Linked DNA regions of Triticum aestivum: region 2 is linked to region 1. A link is a contact called in public Hi-C data. All regions are on one chromosome and are shown on one strand. The core of a region is the stretch at or near the end of the contact, and the rest is flanking DNA. Distances in the headings are between cores, read along the strand shown.

Evidence for each region. Hi-C and Micro-C count contacts between places; a contact is called where the count stands out from the background.
Region 2: a contact with region 1 is called in a Hi-C map of leaf, with 2.6 times the contacts expected there. The contact joins the promoter of LOC123124488 here to the promoter of LOC123124424 in region 1. A contact is called at or near these places in 2 of 5 Hi-C or Micro-C datasets (both in leaf).

The regions. Positions count from the first base shown.
Region 1 is chr1B:363,558,317-363,565,128 of IWGSC CS RefSeq v2.1, forward strand. LOC123124424 reads left to right here and starts at 3,985. Exons shown (of 7, transcript XR_006461081.1): 1 at 3,985-4,665; 2 at 4,755-4,827; 3 at 4,977-5,069; 4 at 5,339-5,422; 5 at 5,853-6,067; 6 at 6,204-6,298. LOC123124406 (rab GTPase-activating protein 22) reads right to left here and starts at 3,412. Exons shown (of 5, transcript XM_044545023.1): 1 at 3,018-3,412; 2 at 2,791-2,923; 3 at 2,631-2,680; 4 at 2,006-2,059; 5 at 364-1,820. The coding sequence starts at 3,397. The coding sequence ends at 548.
Region 2 is chr1B:363,762,469-363,769,280 of IWGSC CS RefSeq v2.1, forward strand. LOC123124488 (methionine gamma-lyase) reads left to right here and starts at 4,152. Exons shown (of 2, transcript XM_044545099.1): 1 at 4,152-5,023. The coding sequence starts at 4,240.

The sequences.
Region 1 (6,812 bases), core at 2,735-5,234:
GGATGGTACTGGGAGCCACGTCCCCAACAGGAGTGCCCTGGCCTCCCTAACCCTCCTTGTCTCCTGGACCATCTGGAATGAACATAATGCTAGGGTGTTCCGACACAAAAGTGCTCCGCCGCCTATTCTTCTTAACACAATCCTGGAGGAGGCCAAGCTTTGGGTTACAGCTGGAGCAAAGAAACTAGGGCGTATTGTATATCGAGAGTAGTCCGCATGCCGTGCTTAAGGTGGTTGTTGTAACACTCTTATCTACTCTCTCTTATTTAATCGATGAGGCAAATCTTTTGCCTCCGTTTCGGAAAAAAAACACTGCAAGACCAAATTGTATCCAGCATCCACAGTCCAAGAAGTAGCAACAGATGACAAGATCCACAAATCTGCTCTGTGCAAAGAACAGTCACATGCAGAGAGAGGGCACACCAGAAAACAAGACCAAAAATGTTTCTATCCATAACCTCATACAAGATATTGTATATAACAGACATATGATAACGTGATAACTGCCAGGACCAATCATACAGATATAAGCATGGGCAGATCCCAGCTACTCGATCCTGTCTTGTACGGTCACCACTAAATCATGGGCGTCGTCCAGGAGCTTCCAAATGTCCAGCTGCCCGGCCATGCTGTTACAGTCCCTAATGATCTCATCCATGCTGCTATAGCTCTCTATTATCAATTTCCTCTTCTCCAGTACACTGGCTGCAATTGCATACAGCAGCAGGTCATCAGTTGGAGGGGCTCCAAGCTGAAGTTTTCTCCAGGATGATCTTGTGATCCCAGCCCGCCTCGCTGCCTGATCGGCCCACATCGCCTCCCACAGGCTGAGGGTCTGCTCGAAGGTGAGCTCCCTCCGGAACATCACAACCACCATTCTATAGACGAAGAAGCAGTCTGCAGCTTCAAGCATCTCCAAGTGCCTGTAAAGATGGAAGTCCTTGGTTTTTATTATCTTGGAGACCATGTTGAGTTGCCTGCGAATACCCACTTCATCGAGTCTGAAGTTGTGGCGGGCTTTCCTCATGAAACCGGCAAAGCACCAGAAGGCTTCATCGTCTTCCTCCAGCACAGCAAGGAGAGGTGCAAGGAGGTCACTCATGCCCTGGCAATAACCGATTTCTGGGTCATAGGTTGCGTACGCCTCAAGTATTGCAACAAGACGTGACGCATGATGGATCCTATGTGCTTCCAAGTGCTCATAGTCTTTGAGACAAACAGCTGAAGCAGATTCAATTGCCTTCTCTCTGGTAACCGCAGCTTGCGATGGAGAGTAGGAAACCCATTCATTATTAGCACGAACTGCATCCAAACGAATTATCCGCTGCCATGTCTCAAAATCCTCAACTGTCCGTGCAGACTTCACAGGACGGGCAATCTTAGATAACTTAGTTTCAGTTTCTATATTTCCTCCTGTGTTTGAATATTTGGGCAGGGGCATACTTTCTTCTTCATCCTCAACTGAAGACTGGTCCACAGAGGCGACATCATCACGGGATGCTTCCACATCGGTCACATCACTTTTCTCACTCTCATCCTCATCACGTGAACTAGATGAACAGAGGCTTTCATCCGCCTGATTCTCTGGAATTGCTTTACCTGTCTTATCCTGCATTTCTTGCTCTAAAATGACACAAGGATTTTCTTCCTCACTCGTGATATGATCATCCACGCTTACTTTTTCAGGTTCTCCAGATCCAACAGAAGTAACAGATTCTTTGACTTTGCCTGAACTAATGCTCTCTTTGTGATTGACTGATCGCTTGCTTTCTTTATTGTTTTTTCGCAGGCAATGTTTCCTCAAGAGCAGATATCCCTTCCTACATAAATCATCCAACATTGTCATGTTTTACACTAGACCCCATGAAAATAACATTTGCAAACACTTAAGTGTTCCTTAATTAAGGAGCAATGTATTTCTGTAGTGGTAAAGAAAACTATAGTGAGACTGTGGGCAACCATGGACTGGAGTCATGAAACATAGATGGTTGAAAAAATGGTGTACCTGTTATGGGCCTTAATTGCTTCCCTTTCAGCTTCTGAACTATTCAGGCTATAACTGCACGAGAGTCAAAAATTCCAATTACTCGAGGTAAACACTCTGACTACCCCAAAAAAAACGCACATGTGACTAAGTACATAAAATTTCCACGATGTATCTCTTACTGTGCCTACCAGAGAAGGCTGAACTATGTGCAAAATTGGTGTATTCGTAAGTTTTCCTTCATCTACTTAGTTTAGAATCAATCTAAAACTGCACGCAATAGTTTTGATACTACAAATGAACAGGAGCGGGGGGCAGGTAGCCTGGGAAAATCCTGTGGAAAACACTAATTTCCACATTTACATACTAACAAAAAGTACAAAAGTGAGTATGCCTCTCTTAAGTTGGCCCTATCTATGTTCTGTTCAAGTCCCAAAACTGAAACAGTTAATTATAAAGTATAAAGCCTCACTCAAATGCAGAAAAGATGAATCATGTAAAAAAAGGAACATCAACAGAATCTGTTGCTAAAAATACAAAACGATGTTAGCATGAGTTCCTCATGTGCAAGTATCTCGTGGATCTAAGTATACATCTGCAAGCATAGCTAAATCTGTCCTCGGATCACAATGTCTAGAGTACTTACACTCCAAGAAGGAACGGCCAGACCTCTGCTCTGATGCTCGGCTCAACCCCCTGTCACGAAAGCAGACAGCTCAATATAATGACTTTGTAAGCTACATCAGGAACTCACAAGATAGCAAGGAAATACTGTAACAAACAAACTAAGCTTCACTATATCTTACTCCGTTCCGAACTCTCTTCAGTAGCTTGACGCCACCGTCGTAGAACTTCCCCTCCGGCGTGAACAAGCTACGCCATTCCTTGGGCCCAAGCGCGGGCTTCCTCCGCCGCCGCCACGGCGATTTGATCCCGCCCCTGCATCCAGAGCGCGCATATGCAACTAAGGGGACGAAGCACAGGACCACCTTTGGCAGAAGGGGGGGAGGGTTTGGGTCTGGCGGTGGCCAACCTGCGGGAGGAGACGACGATGGCGACTAGCGCGATGCCGGCCGCGGCCGTGACCCCGACGGCGACGGCGGTGTTCCAGCGACCGCCATTCGCGCCGGCGGGGCCGAGGAGGCCGGCGACGGCGCGCTCGGCGAGGCCCCACGCCCACATCGGGCGCAGATGCCCCCCTGATCGCTCCACGGCTCCCCTCCGGCTCTTCCCCCCGCCGCCGCCGCCGCTGCGATCCCCCAGCTCTGCTTCCTTCGATCGATTGGGATTCCGGCCTCCGGGTTTCTCCTTTTTCCTCTTCCTTTTTTTCCTCTCTCTGCAGTTCTCGCGCTGTCCCGTCTGACGATTTCGACGAAAGTGGTGCGTGCGTGCGTCACTGATCGATAGGGCCATGTTCGTGGGCCTCACGAGGCGGGTTCGGGTCGGTGTATACGTCGTTTGACGTTTGGTGCCTACCGATCGAATGAAGAAACTTTGAAAAAAAATCTAAAAAAATGGTTTTCGTAGTTCTTTTTTTAGGGTATGAAATTTCCTAGCATCAAGATGTTGGGTGTTAGACTCTCGATCCAGTTTAACTCACAGCACAATGCACCCTTACAGCAAACAGTGGCGGAGCCAGCTATCTGGCAAGGCCTGGCAGCTGCCACACCTAAATTTGAACCAAATATACTAGTACACCTACGTGTTGGACATGGACTTGATACTACAAGTACGTAGCTGGTGGGGATGATGTAAAACTCTGCCGAACAGAGTACGAGTACATGCATGATAATAGAATATGGTACTTAAATTTGGATTTTAGTTGTATTTGCAAAATACAAAGTTACCTATATATAATAATAAAGAAAATTGGGTTTCCGTCGTCCGTCGTCGCTAGCGATTTTGCAAAATAGTCCCTATTGTTTCTGGTATTCAACCCGCAGTTCCTTTTTAAGTGGATATATGATATACGTTGTTCTTACAAAAAGGACCCTGCGTTTTGTTATTCAATTGCTGGCGAGCGAGACGAGCTGGAGGTTGAGGCTGGCCGCGATACAGACGATGCCCGGCGCGGGGGCTGCGATCTCCGGCGAGATCCGGTCGAGGAGGCGAGGCCGAGGCGATCCGGTCGAGGAGGCGAGGCCGAGGCGATCCGGTCGAGGAGGCGAGGCCGAGGCGATCTAGGAGGCGCGGGAGCAGGTCCAGCGGCGGAGCTTCAACTCCAAGTACATGGCAGCGGCGTTCCTCGCCGGTTCCGAGCGAGATGGGGCTGCGATGCAGACGATGTTGGGCGCGGCGGCGGCAATCTCTGGCCAGATCCGGTCGAGGAGGCGAGGTAGGGGCCGGATTATGTTTTGGGGACGACATGGAGGCGATCTACAAGGCGCGGGAGGAGGTCCAGCGGCAGGGCTTCAACTCCAGCGGGCCCCCTTTCGATGGACGGGGCCGCCCACATCGCCGGTGACTCCCCGGAGGCCAACAGGGCCTCCTCCTCCGCGTCCTCGACCGACTCGGCCTCCCGGCGCTCCCGACCGCGGAAGGGGATTCACCTGCGGCGGCGCCGGCGACTGTTGTTCGCTCGGAGAGGAGAGGGCGGCGAAGGTGACGGTAAGGACGCCGATGACGACGTGCAGGACCTCGCACTGTCGCCGGGGATGTCCTTCGCGGTGGTTCTCGCCCAGGTGAGTGTCCACTCCTCCCGGTGTTCGTCATGTGTTCTCCCTCTCCCTCTGCGCCCCATGTCGCTATTCTCATGTTGCTTTTGTCGCAGCCAGAGGCTCAACATCAGGGGCCGCGTATACCCAGCGATGCTCCCCGTCGACGGCAACAAAGTCCCCGGAAAGGTGCATGCAATCCCACGCGCACACATCCCGTATACTTGCTGTTAATTTCTTATTTTGTCCACTGCAAGTTAAGATGTGAACAATGGCGAGTACTGTCAGTATGGAACGGTTGAAGTGCAGAACGAGTGACAATCTGTTCATGTGTCTAGGTTTGGAAGGGGATCACTGATGGGGAGTTCAATGTGCTGGACACATTTGAAGATGAACAGTATGTGAGGGAAGTTGTTGGCATCTCACTGACTGTAAGTCCATTCGCTGGCCTAGGTCTCTGCTTCAGCTCAGGGTAGCCGGATTTATGATGACCTGCAAAATTCAGTGAAATGTTTAGTTCAAATCAATTATCCTGACACCCCTTTTCATGATTGAGCCTTCTTATTTGGGGCACACAGATAGAACTGCTATCAATTGGTTTTGTTCTATCATGAAAGACCACTTTTCGTTTGGCACTTAAGATAGAAATTCTTCACTAGACTGTTCCACGGAAAGAGGATTGAGTACTTCGGATTTGCAGGATTCGGCGGATACAATGATGGCCTATGCATACATATGGGGGAATGTAGATGATCCTGACCTCTATAGTGAATGGGATTTTGACGTGAGTATTTCCCTTCATGCTAATTGTAAGCATTTTCCGTATATTGATTGAAAGACAGACAAACACCGCCACTATCTAACTAAGCGCATGCACCAATTTGGTGATGCTATGAGAAGCAATGCTGTTGCAACATATGTTTATTAAATTACATGTATAATGCTACTATTTGTTAAACAATCTCCATTTTCTCAGCTAGCCCAATACTTTTGCTAATCAGAATTTTGGTACGGAGAATAACATCACTAATTTACTAGCTCTAAGAAAAGCACATGCTTGATTTCTTGAATACGTCCCTATGTGCTGTCAACTTGTATGTGCTGTTTGGCAATGTCTTATTTTCTTTGGATTCCCGGGGCATATTTCAGTAGTATCCATTCAAACATTGACCTGTACTACTATGCTGCTTCTCCATCACTTCTGGTTCATGAAGGTCGACGGCCCTGCCGACGCAAGGGATCTCGGGTCGCCGTCGCCATTTGGGAGCTCCCTCTCCTTCATGCCTTCTTACCGTGGTGCCAGGGATCAACGGCCGGACGCCAGCATGACGGAGCTATTGTGCTGCTGCCTCAGGTCGTCCAGGCTCGTCCTCGGTCCCAGCCACCCATCATCAAGATCCGACGTCCTCTGTCCTTTTTTCCGATTGATGTGAGTAAGCCTCCACTACCCGCTTCCAACTCTGTAAAATTTGCTGTTGTAGTTGGCATGAGAGGCCGCCTTGATGCAAAGCTACAAGTTTACGTGGGTGTTGCTGGCCGTTGCCCCCTTGCCCCCTGGCCAGCAGGGTCTTCCATGACCAGGGCCCCCAAGCTAAGGAGTAACATGCTGCAGCTTCTGCCCACCACCATGCATGAGACATGGAAATCTAGAAAGTTGTAGGTTTGTGCGACACTCATGCTCACCATGTGTTTTCTGAAATGCTCCCATGTAGATATATATAAATTGATGTTTATATATTATAAGCATTTGTAAAATGTTCATGTACAATGCAGTATGCAACAATAAATCACATCTCCCAGCAATGGCTACTTACCATTACTCTTATCACCTTAGACTAAGTTGTATGAATTAGATGACTCGGCACTTATGTTTTCGTAGTAGGTTCTGTGTCCTTCGCGCACTTACAATTCAGAGATACATTTGGTACATGGCTGATTGACTTTGTTCGTGTGGATTACCAGTTTAGCAGCAATGATTGACTTTGTTTATGTGGAGTACCAATGTAGCAGCAAGTCTGTTGTAACTTTGGCAACACAACCAACATCAAGTGTCACACTGGTAGTCTAGGGTCAGTTCAAAATTCGAATTAGTGTTTAGTTTAATCTACGTGTAGTTCATCGTCCATTTCTGAATCACCAAGGATTGATTTTATTGACACAAGATTCTCTACCTG
Region 2 (6,812 bases), core at 2,902-5,401, 200 kb after region 1:
GAGATTATATTCGCTAGGTTCTTTGTTATCAGAGCAAAGGTGCTGAAGGTAATGAGGTTGGACATGCATTTATATCGAAAAAATGAATGGCTTGTTGATCAGCACCGGCAGCTATTGCAGAATGGAAAAGGCTCCAAAAAAGCTAAATTTCGTATTGGAACTGCATATGACAGAGTCATCGAAAGTCATTGTGTCAACCCCATACATGACTTGTCAGCGGCTGATCTCTTTGCAGAAATGATGAGGTTTGAACCTCTCTTATATCCATGTTCAGCTGATCAACACAGGCGTTTGCAGCTGAATGAGCTAAATTTTATTTCTCATATCAGTTTGAACCTTGTAATCATCGAATTTGAGCCATGTAACTATGGAATTTGAACCTTGTAATATTTCAAGCTTTTGTGGTACAATCGTTGAAATGGCATCATATGAGACTCGTATATTGGTAGTACTATTTTGACCTTAATATGAGACTCCTAGTTTAGTATGCATGTAATTGCTTACTTTAGTGTATGAAAATGTTATATGTGTAGTCACTTATGTAATTGTATGCTTAATTTGGTTATGCAATGTTGTTCTTATAAGTATATATGTTGACATTCTGTAGACAGGGCAAATCACATCGTACACGGACCAAACAATGGAACCCGTTGGTGATGATTTCATCAATCACTCATAATTGTATACTAGCAATCGTTTGCTCACAACACACACAACTTGTTAACATGAATCATCTGTGTTGTTATCGGTCTTTCTACACATTTTTGATTACAGACTTGTTTGCCGCATATCACGCACATCTTATTAAGTTGAACCATTTCTTTTCTCTTGGCTCAACGCAAACAGTTCATCCGACTGAATTGTATGCCGTATATCGCACACACCTTCACCTGGCTGATCGTTTCTTTTGTGTTGCCTAATCACAAACAGTTTATCGAAGTGAACTGTATGTCGTATATCGCATACACCTTCATCTGGCTGCTCGTTTCTGTTGTTCTGCCTCATCACAAATAGTTCATCGGGGTGAACTATATGCCGTACACCTTGATGTGGCTGCTCTGGCTGCCCATTTCTGTTGTTCTGTATCATCGCAAACAGTTGGTATGGATCAACCGTACGCCCGCATCGCACATGCAACTAAAATCTGAACCGTGTTTGATGTATCCGCCATCGCAAATGTTTTGCATCTTTTTGATGGTTTTTTATATCACCGTTTGTGATTAATGCATCGCACATAGTTTCGTCAAATGGTCTCTGATTGTAGCGTCGCGTTAGCAGCATCCTGCAGTGGTGCCTCTATCGCACACACTAGCAACGCGACGGTTTAAAACTCCATCGCGGAAAGGGGTTAAAACCGTTTGTATAACACATCTTAGCACCAGTGTACATAGATATGGTGGACTCTTTTGGTGAATCTTTGGGTTTCATGAATTTGGATGCATAGACAACATTCCCGCTTAGTACAAGTGAATGCTAACAATTAGATTAAGAAGCGATCAACTAAAGAGCGACAACGGCCATAATTATGCATTGCGAATAATTAACATTGAACGATAGCATATGTATGATATAAACACTCTGAACATAACTATCATAAAGTTTGCATTGGTTTTGAGTCAACCACATGTATGAACATGTGGAAAGTCAAGCCACTTGAATTCTCCGGTGGAGGATACCATCCTAACATATGATACTTCTTCTTGACTTCACAGATCGATGAAGTTGATCCTCTGGAAATAAATGGGTTGCTTGCGTGCGGCCTCTTCGGACACACTTGTGGCTTCACCATGAGCGTACAGGCGGACCTCCACGTATCTTCTAAGAAAATATTTTTTAGTCGAATAGAATAATGCACAATTCTATGGAAACTACAATATCAAATTGCTATAAAAACATCGACGAGTCCTTGCTCAAATCAAAATTTAGTGAGATGTTGCCATTAATGACTAATGAGCGAGATATTGCGACTAATGACTAATGAATGCAAGAGATTTGATCTCTCGCATTCATTAGTGAAATATTTATTGAAATATTGCCACTAATGTCTAATAACTAATGACTAAAATCTCACATCATTATTCAAATATTTAGTGACATAAGACCACTAATGACTATTTTTTGACATTCACATGAAACAATATCTCACTAATAAATGTGAGATATTGCCACTAATGACTAATGACTAATGAATGCGAGGTATTGCCTCTAAAAACATCAAAGAAGTTCCACGGAAACAGAATAAAGAAAGAATTTCATGATCTCTCATATTCATTGGTCATGAGTAGCATTATCAGAGTGATTTTCTCATATTTTCTAAGATAATCTGGTTTGAAACAACATGTGATGAGTGTAAAAATACCACTCATTAAGTAGTTGTTTTTCTCTTTGTCTAAAAAACATTTCTTTTTCTTTCATAAAACACCTTTAAATGAACAAATATTAGAAGAAGAAGACTTGTGCACCTTCAAGATTTAATGTACTTTCTCTTTGTCTACTCTCTTATTTGTGTGTGCACTAGCAATGTTTTTTTTTTTGCGAGAGACTACCAATCTATTTATCTTCGGTCATGGTAGTACGAAGAACAATAGAGATAACAAAAATTACAATCATGTCTATGGGCCATCTAGCAATGACTACAAGCATTGGACCAAGCCGAAGGCGCGCCGCCGTCATCGTCTCTCCCTCACCAGAGTCAGGTAAACCTTGTTATATTAGACAATCGGGAAGTTGTCGTGTTAAGGCCTCATAGGACCAGCGCAACAGGGCAACAACCATCGTTGATGAAGAAAATTGTAGATGAGAAGGATCAAGCATGTAAACACTCAAACGAAGACGAACGAAGACCGGATCCAAACAATTCCTCCGAATACGAACACTGAGCGAATCCTACAAGATCCGAGGGAGACACACTTCCACACACCCTCCGCACTAAACACATCATCGAAACGGAGATAGAACATGAGGACATTATTCCTATTAAAGGACAACGCCCCTGCCAGACATGCAGGTAGTCCGCACTAAACACATCATTACAGTTTCCTATCAGAAAACCTATACTACGAAATTTGCCAAACATGTGGCTGTGATCGAGTTCGTCGTTCAAGAGGAGAAGGAAAAAAAAAACTTGCACAGTTACGTGATTACACGCACGCCGATACGTTTGGTTTGGAAGGAGAAGTTGAACACGATTTTGCCTTCTTGTCGATGGGCCAGCTAGGATCAGTCAAACACTCATGACCCCGCCGTGATCGTGATGGAACGCATCCATCTAATAAGTGGCGAGCCCAGATGCGGATAGACGCAGCATCCTGATATGGTTTGCCTTCGGATGCTCACTTTTGCTGCCAGATTTGGGAAGATTCACGGCCAGATTCATTCGAAATCTGCACGAATCGTCTATCTTTGTGGAGTACGTACCAGAATTAGCATGCATGGCGGCCAATTTTGACTGCTATTGTAATGGTCGCCTTAGTATAGGAGGCCTGCGTTTCGGTTCATTGAACATGGACGCCGTCTCTTTTCACCGCCGAACATAAGTGCATTGAACCTGGTTCGCTGCACGTACATATTCATCCTGGCCGGCCGGTTAGAGGGCAAAATTAGCCTGGTATGCTGTTACGAACTGTCCAATAAATTTACTCCCTTATTGAATACATAAGAGATTTTGTTTTGCATGAGGGAAAAAGGTTCTCATTAGTCATGGAGAAATATAAGAGATTTCAATGTTGACTAATCCCTCCGTTTCGAATTACTTGTCGTAGAAATGGATGTATCTAGATATATTTTAGTTCTAGATACATCCATTTCGGAGACAAGTAATACCGAACGGAGGGAGTACATACGAAGCAAACTGAGTGAACCTACATTCTAAATTACGTCTATATGCATAAAAGGTTGGAGGAAGTAAAACATGATGCATGCGTTACGATTTCCTGATCTTTTGGCACAAATGCTCAACATTACACTTGTCATGCATTATTATTGACGTTACAATTTACAAAGAACGTACGATCTTTTTTTTTTCCGGCACGTTCCTCCTTCCAATCCTCTGCCCGTATTGTCCACGTTCACGGCTCCGCAGCTCTCCCAACTCCGGACTATACCTGCCAGAACCTGAATTCCTGATCATAGGCTATAAATTGGCACCGTCCCCTGCTCGCTTCCCCACACCGCTCTTGATCGATCTCGCTCGCGCTCTCTTCTCTGCAAAAACATCCAGTCATCCATCCTACGATCCCAATGGCCCACGTCCTCGCCGCCGCCGAGCCCCTCACCCTCCTCAAGCGCCCGCCCCCGCAGAACGATGGCTTCGGCGACGACAACGGCAGCACGGAGGAGAAGGCGCCCAAGGCGCGCCGCCGGGAGTCCGACCCCGCGGCGGCACTGGCCGCGGCCCGGCACGAGTTCGGCGAGCACGGCGGCGTGAACATGTCCATCGAGGCCTCGGCCACGTTCACCGTGATGGAGCCGGACACCATGCGCCGGCTCTTCACGGGGGAGCTGGGCCCGGAGCGCGGCGACCTGTACATCTACAGCCGCCACTTCAACCCGACGGTGCTGGCGCTGGGGCGGCAGATGGCCGCGCTGGAGGGGACCGAGGCCGCCTACTGCACGGCGTCCGGCATGTCGGCCATCTCCTGCGTGCTGATGCAGCTGGTGGGCGCCGGCGGGCACGTGGTGGCGTCGCGCTGCCTGTACGGCGGCACCCACGCGCTGCTGTCCCGGTTCCTGCCGCGCACCTCTGGCGTGCAGGCGACGTTCGTGGACACGGACGACGAGGCGGCCGTGCGCGCGGCCATAAGGCCGGGGGAGACGCGGCTGGTGTACGTGGAGACGATGTCGAACCCGACGCTGGCCGTCGCCGACATCCCGATGCTGGCGCGGGTGGCGCACGAGGCCGGGGCCAAGCTGGTGGTGGACAACACCTTCACCCCCGTGGTCGTCTCGCCCGCGCGGCTCGGCGCCGACGTCGTCGTCCACAGCGTGTCCAAGTTCATCAGCGGCGGCGCAGACATCATCGCCGGTAAGGATGTACTCCCGGAAGTACTCCCAAGTTATGTTGCATGTTCCATGCAGGCATGCAATGATGCAAAGACAAGGAACGGCAACAGCTGTTGTTTAGAACGATCCACGTATGCTAGTTAAAAGTCCCACGCATGCAAGCCTATCTCCCCAACTTAAAAGTTCGATAAAGTCCACACGTACCTAGTTTTTTTAATTTCGGATTGCAACTACCCTCACGTTTTTAGTCAACCGTCATCTTATTTGGAATTAGCATTGCTTTGTTTGGAATTAACGGTGAAACTATCGTTCTCCGGACGTGTCATTAGTTCTGCAAGTTAGGAAAAAACTATACGGCAGTAGCATCACTAGACACACACACACAAACAGATGGTACGTGCGACCATGCATGGTGGGGCTAGCTACGCTCAAAGCAGCAGTGCTCACATGGAATGCCCTGAGACACGGGACGAATGGAAAAGGGCATCCCGGGGTTGCATAGATTCAACTAGAATAGCATCCATGTTTTAAAAAAACTAGTAGAACAACACTCCCTTCGTCCGGAAATACTTATCATCAAAATAAATAAAAGGGGATGTATCTAGATGTATTTTAGTTCTAAATACATTCTTTTTTGTCCATTTTGATGACAAGTATTTTCGGACGGAGGGGGTACTACTACTCCCTCCGTCCGTAGATACATCTCATTTTATCCATTTTGATGCCAAGTATTTCCGGACGGAGGGAGTAGTACTTAAGAAACAGTGGAATCGTGAGATTCTCTAGAAAGAAAATGATGGAATAGCGTTGAGTAGTAATTAGGAGAAACGGGTACCCCGCTAAGTAACGATTATGATAGGATCAATCGTAATCCTTAGTTTATATAGTTGGTCATATAATACTAGTAGTACTATTACTTATGCCTAACTGTGGACACAAACACGTGCTCTATTTAGATTAAGCACTATCCAACCTCCTAAGCAAATCTGCAGTAGCTACCTTACAGATACTCAGTATTGGATAGCACTCCCTCCGTCCGGAATTACTTGTCATCAAAATGAATGAAAATAGATGTTCTAGAACTAAAATACATTTAGATACATCCATCTCAATAACAAGTATTTCTGGAAGTACAATCATGGATATTTGGGTACAAGATGATACTCCCTCTGCCTCAAAAAAGTGTGGCTTATTTATAGTGCATTTTTGTACGGAGTGAGTACTCTAGAAGCACAATTCAGTAGCGGGTAGTGATTCACTGCCGGTGGCCGGCCATCACTTTAAGGGAGCATGCATAGATGCAAAGAGGCTCTCGACACGGACGCCTCTCATTGTTGCACCCCACCCCACGCAAGGTGGTCGCCACGCCCGTGTGGAGACAAGGCCCAAAAGGACGAAGCGATGAGTCAGCGATGCTCACCCTCACACGTACGTACTACGAGTAGTCGTCTGTAGCCAGCAGCTACTTATCTCTAGCTAGTGACCCACCTAACCCGTTTTTGGCCGTGCACGCGTACGCTCCCTCGCATGCCACCACCACCGTCGATCGTTTCGCGGCCGGACGCGAATGATGGAGCCTCAGCTGCCTGCTAGCTCTCCACGGTCCATGGACGACGCGACGGGGTCGTCCTTTTTTGGCTGCTTGCGCGTTTTCGCGCCATTTGGTTCATCATTGCGCGAGCGAGCTGTTCCTTCGCTTCCTTCCGCTGCCACCAGCACCGTAACAATTGCCAACCCGGCAACCCGTGAATGTCCTGGCATGGCATCGCTCCACGGTGACGATAGTATCTTGTGGTTGCGCTTTTGGTGCC